Linked DNA regions of Mus musculus: regions 2 and 3 are each linked to region 1. Evidence: chromatin contacts called from public Hi-C data. All regions are on one chromosome and are shown on one strand. Each heading gives the region's core, a stretch centred on a gene start, on an enhancer-like site or on the middle of the called end of the contact. The rest is flanking DNA. Distances are from core to core; before and after follow the strand shown.

Region 1 (4,364 bases), core at 1,125-3,624:
ATCCAGGTTTGTGTATAAATCCTCTAATTTGGTCATGGAAGCATATTATGGTTTCTTTCTACGTTACATATCAAATCAGAATTTGGGAGTTTGGGTATAAACTATTATTAACGTATGTTAACTTACCTGCTTTCTCTTTCAGCCTTCAGCCCACCTTTATTTAGCTATTTTTCAGTTGAGACAAATGAGTCTTTCACACTTGGGAAGAACCCTGAGCCTAACCCTAATCATTGTTGTCTTCCTCCTTAATAGTCATCCGCCGTTCACCGCTGCAGAAAGCAACCAAAATCCCCATGCTTCCTAGACAGGGAGTCAGGAAAAGGTTTAGATTCTTTTCCATTCCTTCTTTCAATCTATCTGATCGATTTTTCTCCCTCTCTTTGAACCAGATGCAGCACATTCTTTGTTAGAAGCCCACATAATCACACTGGAGTCCCTTTATTGTTAGCTTAGCCATCTTTTAAGTGATGTTCTCCGGTAGGGAGTATAAAGAACGTTTTCATTCTAGAAACCTGGTGAATACGTGCCCGCCTTTGTATGTCTAAGAACATTTACCGTAAATATGACGTCTATGGATCGCGTGAGTCTAGAGAGTCCAACAAGTTGCAATCCTTGTTTTAAGCAGAAAAGAACCTGTCTCTAAATTTCTGCAGTCGGCGTTCAGAATGACATAGTGCCCAGTCTGAAAGATTCGGGGATTGAATTAGTAGTTTACTGGTTATTATTTTTAGGTGAGTTTGGATAAATAGTCTCTTCAAAATGATACAGCGTCGCAAGATGGGACAGTACTACTATAGACTGTACCGAATGCAATGGATAGTATGTAAAGTGGTAAACATTTAATGACTGACATAAGGGCTTTTTCCATGACACACTGTCAGAACAGCTTGATTGGGTTTGAAATCAGTTTTTCAGACTTTGGCTTTTCCACTAACCCGGATTCCTAGCATCAGGACTTAAAATACTAACTTGATGCATGACCTTGAACAAAATACCCTGAGTCACTTTCCTTATCTACAGAAGGACTGGACTAGATAACCTCTAGGGTCTTTTATAATGCTAGCTTAGCCACACTTCCCGCATCCCCCTCCCGCCCCCTCCAGTGTGGAAGGGCTGAGGATCAGGATCCTGAAACCGCCCGAAGCTATGTAAGTCGTGGGTGCCCAGATGCCTTCATCTGTGTTTCGTGCAGTGTGTGAAGCTGCGTACACCCTCAGCTGTTGCCTCTTCAGTTTGCCTCCCGGGTCCCTGTGGAGACCACATATCGCTTTATTTATTTATATCCTGGCTTGCTCCCGAAAGCACATAAGGCGCCAAGACACAGTAAGTCCCCGACAGTGTCACACGGTGCGAGAAAGAAATCCTCTGATGACATCTCCTTTAGAAAACCGCCTCCCAGAGATGCTAATGAATGCCTTTTGCCGAACTCTCCGGGTCCCAGCTGGGTTTCTGGTCTCCTGCCTGAGCCGTCCACCCCTCCCCGCGGTCACTCAGACGCCCTTCCCGGACTAGCCCAAACTGTCACCACCAAGTCCCAGCTGGACCAGGATCCCGCCCGGCTCCCTCGCTCGGCTGTCATTGGCTGCTGCTGCCGTCACTCCCCGCACGGCTCCGCCTCCCCGCCTAGCGCGTTTTGTGGACCCCTGGGTTTCCGCGGCAAGCCGCTGACGTTTGCCTGAGCGGCGTTGCCTGGGCCCCGCGACCTTTCACCCCGCCTCCCCGCGGGAGCGCCCCGGCCCGCTCCGCGCCCCCGCCAAGCCCGCGCGCCCCCGCCAAGCCCGCGCGCGCCCGCCGCCCCGCAGGCGGAGACTCCGGCGCGGAGGCCGGCCCCGCGCGGCGCGTGTGGGAGTCGCGGCCCCTCGCGGCCCCCGCCCGCCGCCCCCCACGCGCGGGAGACACGATGAGCGCGGGCGGGCGGCAGCGGCGCGGAGCAGCGCAGGCGGCACACGCGCCCAGGCAGCGGCGGCGGCGGCAGCAGCGGGAGCGAGCGCCGCGTTAGCCGGGTCCGCCGCTCCGGCCGCCCGCGGCCGCTCCTCCTCCCGCTCATTCACTCGCCCTCCTCCCGGCCGCCCGCGCCTCCTCCGCTCATTCACTCCCGCTCTGCCCGCCGCTTTCTTCTCCTTCTTCACCCTCCGGCTCCCACACCCCCTCCATTCCCGCTCCTAGCCGACACTGCACTGCAGCTGCTCCGCGCCCTGCCCCCTCCCCAGTGAGCACATCAGCCACACTGCTCGCCGCCTCAGACTGCTATTGATCCGATTAAAGAAAAAAAAAAAAAAAAAAAGAAAAAAAAAAAAAAAACCTTAGCAACCCCAAACGAGAAAAAAAAAAAAAAAAGCCAAAACAAAAGGGAGCCGCTTCTCCCGGTGCAGCGGCAGGAACTGCAAGCATGATGGCGGCAGCTCCCATTCAGCAGAACGGGACCCATACGGGGGTTCCCATAGATCTGGACCCGCCGGACTCGCGGAAAAGGCCGCTTGAAGCGCCCCCTGAAGCCGGCAGCACCAAGAGGACCAACACGGGCGGTGGGTATCGCTTCCGCCTCCCGCCCCGTCCCCGCCGCCCTCCCGCGCCGTGGCCGCTGCCGCCGGCCGTCCCGCGCCCCCTCCCCTGCACCTGCCCCGGCCCCGTCTCATCAAGATGGCGACCCGGGGTTCTGAGCCGACCCGCTCGCCCCAGCCGGTGCTGGCCCCGGCGACAGGGTCCGCTCCCAGGGCCGCCCCCCGCGAGAGGTGATGGCCGCCTGAAGATGCGCGCTGCATTTAACAGTCTGATCAAATAAATAAATAAATGGCACTTGGGTAGCGGCTTGCAGATGCTGGGGGCACCGGAGACTTTTGCCTCTGTTCATCCCCTTGCTCTGGGCCACAAGTAGTATGCAAAATCTTGATGAGTGCATGCCCTGAGCGCACTTACATGGTCGGTACAAATATCGCATTGATTTGTCTTCAAGGGTATGCATACGAGGGGGGTGTCTGGTACGGTGACTTGTTAGTTAACATCCTGCGCTTCCTCGGAAGATGAGTTATAACGGGACCGCTATCGCTTCTTCATTTGCACTGGAGTCATCTTAACAATGCATCCAATGCATCGAAGCAGAGGTGAATTTATCTCCAGCATATACATTAGAAATGGATGGGGGTCTTGTGAGTGGCACATCGCAAAAAATTCGGAATACTCGTTCCCAGTAAAGAGCTGGATTTACCGCGAAGTTTCCTATTTAAGACGTGATCAGGTTGACGGAAACTAAAGTTTATGGAGTTGGCTTTATTTTCTGAAACATTTCATTTTTCTTTTTTTTTTTTCACGGCTCATCGAACCTCCCCCCGCCCCCGTCTCCGTTTTATGGTTCTTTTGGAGATGGAGCGTTATCTATTTGGTGACTTTGGAGTGTATTTAGAATAAATAACTCGTAAGCTTTTTAGTATTGGCAAGATTCTTCTTAAGGTCTTTTAATTAATGAGCTTAGCCGAGATCATAGTAGACTTAGAAGTGCCGCGGAAATACATCGGGATTACTTAGATTCTCAGTCCACCACATTGACGCTTTTTTTCCCCTTGGCAGTTTCTCACGGCTTGGAATACTCCCTACAGTTTGGGTGGACTATTTTGCAGGAAGATGGTTGTTTTGTATACTTAAAGTCGGATATAGCCAGTGATTAATTGCAGTCTTTTATGTTTGCTATGACAGACAAATTTAGCGGATCACTACTTACAGTGTTGGATTTTTTTTCATCTTCAGTATGTTAAGTGAAGGTTTGTCATGTTCTAAATCTCTGAAGTTTTGTTAAAGGGTCAGTTTCTTTCATTTTGCCATGGTAACCACAGAATTGGAAGACTTTCATGTTTGGAGTAACAACTGGAATTTACTCCCCAGTCTCTATCGTACTGCAAATTGTTAGAACGTGTGAATCCCGAAAACTGGGGAAGATTTTGTAAATGCTTGTTTTTCAGTGTAATTGGTGGTTTTCATTCCTTAAGCATTTTAAAGTGCTGTTTTCTGCAATTCTACGTCCATTGGTTTAGTTGATGTTTTCTCTCTGGAGGGTGGGTTGGGGATTCAAAGTTTAAAATGATCATGTTAATCAAATGTATTTCTTTACATTTTTCAGAAGACGGCCAGTACTTTCTAAAGGTTCTCATACCTAGTTATGCTGCTGGATCTATAATTGGGAAGGGAGGACAGACAATTGTTCAGTTGCAAAAAGAAACTGGAGCCACTATCAAGCTGTCTAAATCCAAAGATTTTTATCCAGGTAGGTGAAATGGTAAAGAAATTGTTTGACTAATTTCCCAAGGAAAAACACCAAATATCTACATGTGCTGTGTGTTGTCTTAAAAAAAATTTTTTTAAATGATGAAGAT
Region 2 (4,175 bases), core at 202-2,701, 72 kb after region 1:
AATCCAAACTACTTTTTGGAGTATGTTCCATGAGAAGCAGAGCCTTGGTCATCTTTCCTGTTTTCATATGGGTGTGCGCTCTTGATTGTATTAGCACTTTTTCTCCAAGGATGTTGAAGGACATGGAAGGTCCAGTATATGTCTCTGCTCTTGTGTCATTTTGCCCCAAAGATAGAATAATTATCTGGTGAGATATATTGGAAAATGTACGTATATAACAGAGCATCAGAGAGTCCTTGAAAAGAACTGTGTAAATGTACTTTGTCAATGGACCACTAATAGACACCTTTTCATGCATCCTAGTAAAGGGGCCATAGCATTCAGTACTAGTTGTACTCTTAGGATGAAGGAAAGGGGCTATGTTCTCCTTAGCACTGGGTAGGACTGAGGTTGTTTGCAGAGGTTTCCAGGGTAGCTCTTTGGTGTTGTTCCTGGCTGCAGGCATTGATGTGCCTTTAATACTCTTTGGTGTGTGATAACCTGCAATATATTGTACTTTTGGACTTAAATATTTTAGGTTACCTGAAAATAGCAAGACTTATTAAGAAAATAGTGACACCTTATTGTGAGTTATTATCTCCTTGTTTCTAAAATCCAAGCAAGTTTTATATAGGCAATTTCAACACTTATGTTGCTTTCAGGTAAAATCTGACTGGTTACAAAACCAGCAAGAGGCCCTGTTGTACATGAGTGAGTGGGTGCGCATATGTTCTAACGTTAGGGTGTAGTGCCACTTCAGTAACATTATTTTTTCTTACTGAGAGTTTTGTAAGACAAATCTCCTAAATCTGAAGAAGAGCTTATCAAGAAACAGTCTTAACAAAGTCTAAAATTAAGTCTGACTAGGTCAAGCTGACTCTTCAGAAATGAACGGTCTGCAAAAACAAATCCCTCCATATTTTATAGGTATCATAATTCAGACATGAAGCAACTTGGTATCTTCAGTATACAGAATTCAACTAAAATGCATCAGGTATGCAAAGGATGGTTTAAAACATGACATATTACAATTTAAGAAATAAAACTCAGATATGATACACATTCTAGAATAAGCACATAGTAACTCCAAAGATATAACAAATTGATTCCAAACTTTTAACATGTAATATTTAAAATAGTGTTCATTTTAACCAAGAAATTCAAACTAGGGAAATAGGTAGATGTGGCACTTTTAAATTAAAATTGGTGTAATCTAAATAAACATTCTAATATATCCTGAAAAGGCAGCAGATGAAACATTGATAGGTTAGTCAAACCTGATCACAAGTATTGTATGTTGTGGCAAGCTGTCAAATCATCTCATTTGTATCTGGTAGGAGAGGCCAGAGGAAGAGCAAAAGGAATCTGAGCAGTGGAAATGAAGTGGGAAAAAAAATCTCAGCCTCACCTCTGTGTGGGTGATTGACTGGGAAGGGTCATGGTGAGACTATGAAAGGATGGGTGTACTTGGGTGGTTCTCCACATTATACACACTGTGAGTCTCCTGAACTGCAAAGCCCAAGGATGTGCATATACTTGCATTATCTCAGTAAGAGAGAGAAAGAGAACTAAATTGTGGAAAAGCATTTTTATAAGTAAAGGCACATTTGGTCTAATTGTATAACTCTTCAATTTTAGAAAGCAGGCCAATGAGGTGGGATTTTTTTTGTTCTTGCTTTTGTTGTTGTTGTATATTTTGTTTGTTTGTTTGTTTGTTTGTTTTTCAAGACAGGGATTTTCTGTGTAGCCCTGGCTGTCCTGGAACTCACTTTATAGACCAGGTTGGCCTCGAACTCAGAAATCCACCTGCCTCTGCCTCCTGAGTGCTGGGATTAAAGGTGTGCGCCGCCACACCAGACATGTTGTTGTATTTTTTAACATTTAAACATGACATGAAGTGTTAATGCATGTTACTAAGCAACATTAACTTTGAAATTATAATAGGGAGTTAATGCTTAGGAAACCAACTGACCCAAATTTCTTATCCTTTTGGAATTTCACAAATGATTAAAAACAGAAATCTGTTAGTCATCAGCAAACTCCACCCAATATACAGAGCTAAAATATTTCATATTGAAATGGTCTCAAACATGAGTCATGTTTATTTAATATATTTGTTGTTAGATACTCAAGTAAAATTGGCAGCAGTTTGATGGCCCTTTTATTCCCATTTGGGGATAGTAGCTTTGCATGCATAACACTAGAGAGCTCAGGGAGTGGGGCTGGGAAGGGGCTGGTCACTGAACTGAGGACCAGGACATCCTAGGCAAGCTCCCTGCTACTGAGCTACCTCCCAGCCTGTTGGGTTTTAAAGTGAGAAAGAGTCTTTCTCAGCTGTGTAGCCCAGTATTCAACTTCTGAGCCTGCTGCCTTGATCCTCTGGAACTGGAATCACACACAGGCACAAAGCTCTGTACCGACAAAAAGCAGTTTGTAAAACTGAGTTTGTGCTCTAAAACCAAAGATTTAATTATATAATATTTCAAGTATATAATGCAATATAAATGAAAACTACCAAATGGAAGTAATTTCATCTTAAAATTGAAAGCTTTTTAATATTTTCAATTTTAGAATCTCAAATAAAGTACTTTGTACAATCATCCATTCAATGTTTGTACAAATGGATGTACAAACATTGTACAGCCATTCAATAACAATTTGAAGCAGAACCCTTTGCCCCTGAAGACAACTAGAACAAAATTTTTGTAAGTACATTAATTTTTTTCCTTGGTTAAACAGTACAGAAGGAAAATATTAGAGAATCTATGTTAGAGGCAATTTAGAGGCAAAGGGCCAAAAAAAGCTTCTAAAAAGGATGCAATGACTTCTCTAAGGAAAGATTTAGAGTAAGCAAATATTAGAGATTACCCAGTGAGTAAATACACACACACACACACACACACACACACACACACACACACACAAATACACACAAATACACACAAATAAATTTTAATTTAAAAAAGTCTATGTCAATGTTGCATGTTAAAAGTAAGAAAATACCACAAGTAATATAAAGATTGGTTTGAAATTCAGTTTTAATACCAAGAAAAAAATAATTAGTAGAGGCACAAATGCTGCACTGTCAGCTGATGTTGCCCCAAACCTACAGCTGTACAGTTGCAGCATAAATTACATGTGCTGCAATCATCCCTATACATTACCTCTAGATCCACTGCAAATCCTGGCAACACTGTAATAATGTGGCAGTATTCACTGTCCCATGGCATTGAACTTCTTTGGTATTACTGGCGCATACTAATCATAGCAAAACTAGAAAAGACCATGAATGTAAGGGAGTATCATGTGTAAACCCCAGATCTTCATGATGGAGACATGCATATTCTTTTTTTTTTTAAAGTATTTATTTGATTTACATTTCCAATGCTATCCCAAAAGTCCCCCACAGCCCCCCCCCCCCCCGCACTCCCACTTCTTGGCCCTGGTGTTCCCCCTATACTGAGGCATATAAAGTTTGCACGACCAATGGGCCTCTCTTTCCACTGATGGCCAACTAGGCCATCTTCTGATACATATGCAGCTAGAGACACGAGCTCCGGGGTACTGGTTAGTTCATATTGTTGTTCCACCTCTAGAATTGCAGATCCCTTTAGCTCCTTGGTTACTTTCTCTAGCTCCTCTGTTGGGGGCCCTGTGATGCATCCAATAGCTGACTGTGAGCATCCACTTCTGTGTTTGCTAGGCCCCAGTGTAGTCTCACAAGAGACAGCTATATCTGGGTCCTTTCAGCAAAATCTTGCTAGTATATGCAATGGTGTCAGCGTTTGGAAGCTGATTATGGGGTGGATCCCTGGATATGGCAGTCTCTAAATGGTCTATCCTTTCGTCTCAGCTAAAAACTTTGTCTCTGTAACTCCTTCCATGGGTGTTTTGTTCCCAATTCTAAGAAGAGGCAAAGTATCCACACTTTGGTCTTCGTTCTTCTTGAGTTTCATGTGTTTAGCAAATTGTATCTTATATTTTGGATATTCTAAGTTTCTGGGCTAATATCCACTTATCAGTGAGTACATATTGTGTGAGTTATTTTGTGATTGGGTTACCTCACTCAGGATGATGCTCTCCAGGGCCATCCATTTGGCTAGGAATTTCATAAATTCATTCTTTTTAATAGCTGAATAGTATTCCATTGTGTAAATGTATCACATTTTCTGTATCCATTCCTCTGTTGAGGGGCA
Region 3 (4,557 bases), core at 1,541-4,040, 110 kb after region 1:
ATTTTAATGTTATTTAATAATTAGAAACACAATATATTTTCTTAATTACGAACTCTTAAATACATTCATTGTAAGAGTATTAAACCTTGCAATGAAAATTAGATCTTATTGCTTCAGTTTGACAGTTGTTTGGGAACTAAATACTTGCAGGCCACTTTTCAAATTTGTTGAGTAAAATAAGTATTAAAATGTTTAAACATTTTCACTTTGTGAGTTGAATTTTATTCAGATGAGAAGTACTTTCTTATTTCTGCTTTTCAGTTTTAGTAAATAAGGCTTCATGTGATTATTTAAATATTAACACCTTATATTTTAAAATACTTTTATTAGTTTGCCAACAAGGTATTGCTACACATAGTATACATGGCATTTCTCATATTACTTACTTTAGACCATCAGGATCAGTTTGCTCATTGCGTGATTCTAATAGTTTTGTAACCTAGGGAAAATGTAATGACGTAAGCAAATCTAAGCACTCTTAGGATACTGGCATACAGTAGGAGTTGGATTTTCTTTCTATGAAATGACACTTTCTTTAACCACAAGGATGTCATAGTGCTCCCATTTTGTCCCTGAAGTTAAGGCCCTTCAGGACAATGAGTTCAATACTGTTCTCTGAAAACCATGTTCTCCAGCCTCCCTTTTTGGCTTCGATTCCCCCATGCTTTACTTCTGTGATTTAGAATCTCCCCAAGGGAAGTAATGACTGCCTTTTGCTTGAAATGTCTCTCCTATGCTCCATCAGGGTTTGAGTTCTCAACAAAAGCTGGACTGATGAGTACAGCATAGCAAGACCAATGATTTTCCTCAAAGTACGATGATACCTAGAAAGCCAGTCTACTGATTTTGTCTCTGAAATTAGACTTGTAGTTTATTTACATTAATGTGGACTTTTATGAAGTGATTCCTTAAAAGGCCAAGTATATCTCCTTTCTTGTTAATGCTCTGCTACCCTCTAGATCTATTATCACACTTGCTTCTGCCAAGTATTTTATCATAATGATTTGAAATATAGGCATTGTGATTTCATATTGTCTACTGTACTGATACGTTTTGTTATTCATACTGTTTTCTTCTTCTTTTTTTTTTCCTGTTTGTGTACAAAGAAGCATAGCTCCTGGATCACATGAAGCAAGCATTAAACGAAGAAGAGCAAATCCTTAATTTATTGAAAGAATTGTAGCTTATCAATAACATTTCATTCTCAGTAATTTGTAGCTCTCCCCTGTACTCCTTCATGGTAGGTTCCCATCAGATGGTAGCAGTAAAGGAGTGTCATCTTTGTTGTTCACTCAAACGTTCAATAGAGAGCATTTCTTTTGAATTGTCCTAATTATTGATCTGTCTATAAATATAGTCTATTTGGGAAAATATAGCTCAGTTAATAATGTTAAGGTTTACAATAGTAAAATATTAGATATATATGCATATATACATACATACACATAGATATAGATATAGATATACACTAATTTGAACTTAGTTTATATTTACCCAGCTATTTTCAAATATGTTTCAACTCTTATAACTGACAGAAATGGCAAAAATCAGGGATTTCTATTTTAGGTTAAAAATTAATACCTTGTGTTATAACTTGTATAACCCTGTTGTAAAAGCAGGAAGAAAAAAATCTCCCCTAAAGAAAATTTCTATAAGCAAAACAGAATACAGTCAAAAATTAACATTTATGTTGTTTTCTAATCAGCATTAGCTAAATGATTTTGCTTTACCTCTCATTTGCCATTAGTCATTTGTGTTGCTGTTATGCAGAAACCAATTGTAAATACACAAAAGATCTAGAGATGAAAACCATAACAGTAATTCAGATGATATGCTTGCTCTGCAGAGCCAACATTCCAAAACTTCACATTGTAAAGATTATCATTTCTAGCACTTGCCTTTTACTTAGTCTTCAGCCGTGTTAACCTGTTTCTTTGGATCGCACTGTCTGTGCACAGTATTGTGCAACAGTAGCGCTCGTGGAAATGGAAGATCCACTGTGTGATGAGCCTTGTCAATAGATAGCAGGAAGTGAACCCTAGAGCACACCGTATGTGGTGAGGACCTTGTCTTCATCTTTACCTGCTGAGTAAGCCCATGTGAGACTCAGTTGTTAGGCTCTCTTAGAGCCTTTCATCTGACACATGAAAGTCCCCAGCTCTTCTCACAGTGCTGCGGTGTCTGAGTGTCTTCATTTAAAGGAAGTGTGAAAAATATTAGCCTTTAGAAGGAAATGACTTGGTGAATAGCTTATTTAAATGTTCGAGTAAACAGCATACCAATACTAGTATTGTCTGCTTCTGAAGTCCAAGATATTTCTGTGGTGAGGTTCACTGCTCTCAGCTTGGTTGTATAATTCCAGTCTAGAGAGAGCATGCCATTGCTCTTAGTAGTGAAATGCCCTGGTCTCTATTAGTAAACATTTGGTAAAGCTGACACTGCTACATCTTATTTTTCTTTTATCTGTTTAATATTTTAAGGTGAATGTTTGCACTATTTATTTATTTATTTATTTATTTATTTATTTATTTATGAGGGTTTCAAGTGAAAAAAAAAACTGTAAGGCAAAGAGAATTGGTTAAACTTTCAGAAGTGTCAACAGGATGAGTAGCATTTATCAGTTCCAAGAAGATGCTTATACACTCGCTCATCTCATCAGACTTTTATAAATCAGTCACTGGTGTATGGTTATCAGGAGGGGGCAGAGATAAAAGGTGCAGGCTCAGAACTGTCTTTTCTTCCCCTTTTCTGCTATTGATCTTGCTACTTCCCCTTTCTTAACCTATAACGTTATTTATACTCCACTGAAATCATTGAAGCCATCAAAAGAGAACTTCCTAAAACTGATGTTGACAGTACTTATTAGACCAACACTTCACACACATGACTTTTGCCTTTTCATTTATTTCCACAGGCCTTGCTCTCTCAGTTCCTATAAATCAGTTATTTCAGTTGTACAATAAGCATATCCATTTCTCTAATAATTCTTTGTCGAGTTTTTCAATCTGCATGCAGTTGTTTTTCTCCCGTCTTTTTTCTTTTTAGGTTGTGAGCCTCCCATAGATGCATGTGATGTACTGTGATCATATTCACTCTGCTCCTTGCCCTCTCTTCCCCCTCCCACTCCTGTCTCTAATCTCAAAGCACTGAACAGCCTTCTTTCATCATTTCTCCTTTCCTCCACAAACTAATCCCTCTTCTCTTCCTTTGTAGGAAAATCCACAAAAGTATTATCTCTACTCTGTTTTCCATGTTCTTTCTGTCCCAGAATCTACTCCAGTGGGGCTCTTACCTCCACCACTCACCCGATATGCAGTGATAGCCACACTTCTGGTGCCAGGGGTTTCTTCTCAGTCCACATGTCATTGGCCTGTTGGCACTATGTATCCGTTTTGTTACATCTGCTTCCTGTCCCTGAAATCCACGGTTCAGCTTTGACTGTACTCTGTTGATCCTGCTTTCACGCTCTTATTCTCGCTCTTGTCACCTCACACTGATGGATTTCCTATTCTTCAGATACGGGACTCCTGAGCATCGTGTGCATTGCCCTTTATGTCTGCTATGTTCAGCATATGTGCTTCAGGCATTTTGTGATGCTTCCATGCCTTACATGCTACCATATGAAGAATACTTCTCACAGATCCAAAGGATGGACAGTCTAAGACCCAGCATCTAACGAGAGCTCTCTTACAGCATACTCACGTGGCAGAGGGTAGAATATAGAGAAAGGAACCAACAGACTGACTTCATATGGCAGAAGAGACAGAAAGCATTCCCACAAACATGTCATATAGCAGAAGTAACCCTTTAGTGAGGGTGAAACCCATAAAATACATGTACTACTGAATGCTCTGGCCTCCCAACACAGTTGCATTGGGGTCAAATTTTAGCACATGAACTGTAGAAAAGACAAAAGCTGTTTCTCAAACCATATTCAAGCAACCATGAACTCACAGAATCTCTGTGTGGGCTCACACAAGCTTCTTACCATGTTTTAAACATTCTTTTCTTTAATTAATTTATTTACTTTTTCTATGTGAGTACGCTGTCACTCTCTTCAGTCACACCAGAAGAGGGCATCGGATCTCATTATAGATGGTTGTGAGCTACGATGTGGTTGCTGGGAATTGAATTCAGGACCTCTGCAAGAGCAGTCAGTGCTCTTAACTGCTGAACCATCTCTCCAGTCTCATATTTTAATATTCATGATTTAAATTTATTGTTTTCAAAAATGTTTTATAAATGTTAAGCTTCAGGTCCCAAGTTCCTTGACCTAGCCTCTCACCGTACAACTCCAGACTGCATGACCAACCTAAACTGCCTTTTCAACTGTTGCAAGTTTGTATTCTCTTGCTTACATCTTAACTATTCTAAACCAGTTTACCTGGTAAACCAATATACCCAGCATTGCACCAGCACTTGTGAGGCTCTATCTCTGAACTCACTGCTTCTTTTTTTATCTGTTCCCAACACTACCCCTCACTCACTCAGGGCATTCACATCACATGGTTACTCAGGGCATTCACATCACATGGTTACTCAGGGCATTCACATCAC

What was found. Hi-C and Micro-C count contacts between places; a contact is called where the count stands out from the background.
Region 2: a contact with region 1 is called in a Hi-C map of uterus, with 2.8 times the contacts expected there. The contact joins the enhancer-like site here to the promoter of Nova1 in region 1. A contact is called at or near these places in 5 of 484 Hi-C or Micro-C datasets (the G1E-ER4 cell line, the N1E-115 cell line, adipose-derived mesenchymal stem cells and 1 more), 2 of 115 datasets of contacts at active chromatin or transcription factors (the SCID.adh cell line and embryonic stem cells) and 2 of 9 other capture datasets (adipose tissue and pancreatic islet).
Region 3: a Hi-C map of the G1E-ER4 cell line shows a contact between it and region 1, with 2.5 times the contacts expected there. The contact joins the enhancer-like site here to the promoter of Nova1 in region 1. A contact is called at or near these places in 1 of 15 datasets of contacts at CTCF or cohesin (the G1E-ER4 cell line), 8 of 484 Hi-C or Micro-C datasets (the G1E-ER4 cell line, the N1E-115 cell line, cerebellar granule neurons and 2 more), 6 of 115 datasets of contacts at active chromatin or transcription factors (the SCID.adh cell line, a beta-TC-6 cell line, differentiating embryonic stem cells and 3 more) and 3 of 9 other capture datasets (adipose tissue, liver and pancreatic islet).

What each region holds. Positions count from the first base shown.
Region 1 is chr12:46,816,777-46,821,140 of GRCm38.p6, reverse strand. It overlaps Nova1 (NOVA alternative splicing regulator 1), which reads left to right and starts at 2,374. Exons shown (of 5, transcript NM_021361.2): 1 at 2,374-2,525; 2 at 4,112-4,255. The coding sequence starts at 2,390.
Region 2 is chr12:46,744,242-46,748,416 of GRCm38.p6, reverse strand. The region is part of intron 2 of Nova1 (NOVA alternative splicing regulator 1); the gene reads left to right. Among named protein-coding and RNA genes, the nearest start is that of Nova1, 72 kb to the left of the region's middle. Within about 2 kb of position 1,451, at least 14 of the 459 cell types and tissues checked have an H3K27ac peak or open chromatin away from gene starts, as enhancers often do. A contact at or near this core is called in adipose tissue and uterus, where this site is marked.
Region 3 is chr12:46,708,469-46,713,025 of GRCm38.p6, reverse strand. The region is part of intron 4 of Nova1 (NOVA alternative splicing regulator 1); the gene reads left to right. Among named protein-coding and RNA genes, the nearest start is that of Nova1, 110 kb to the left of the region's middle. Within about 2 kb of position 2,790, at least 4 of the 459 cell types and tissues checked have an H3K27ac peak or open chromatin away from gene starts, as enhancers often do. A contact at or near this core is called in the G1E-ER4 cell line, where this site is marked.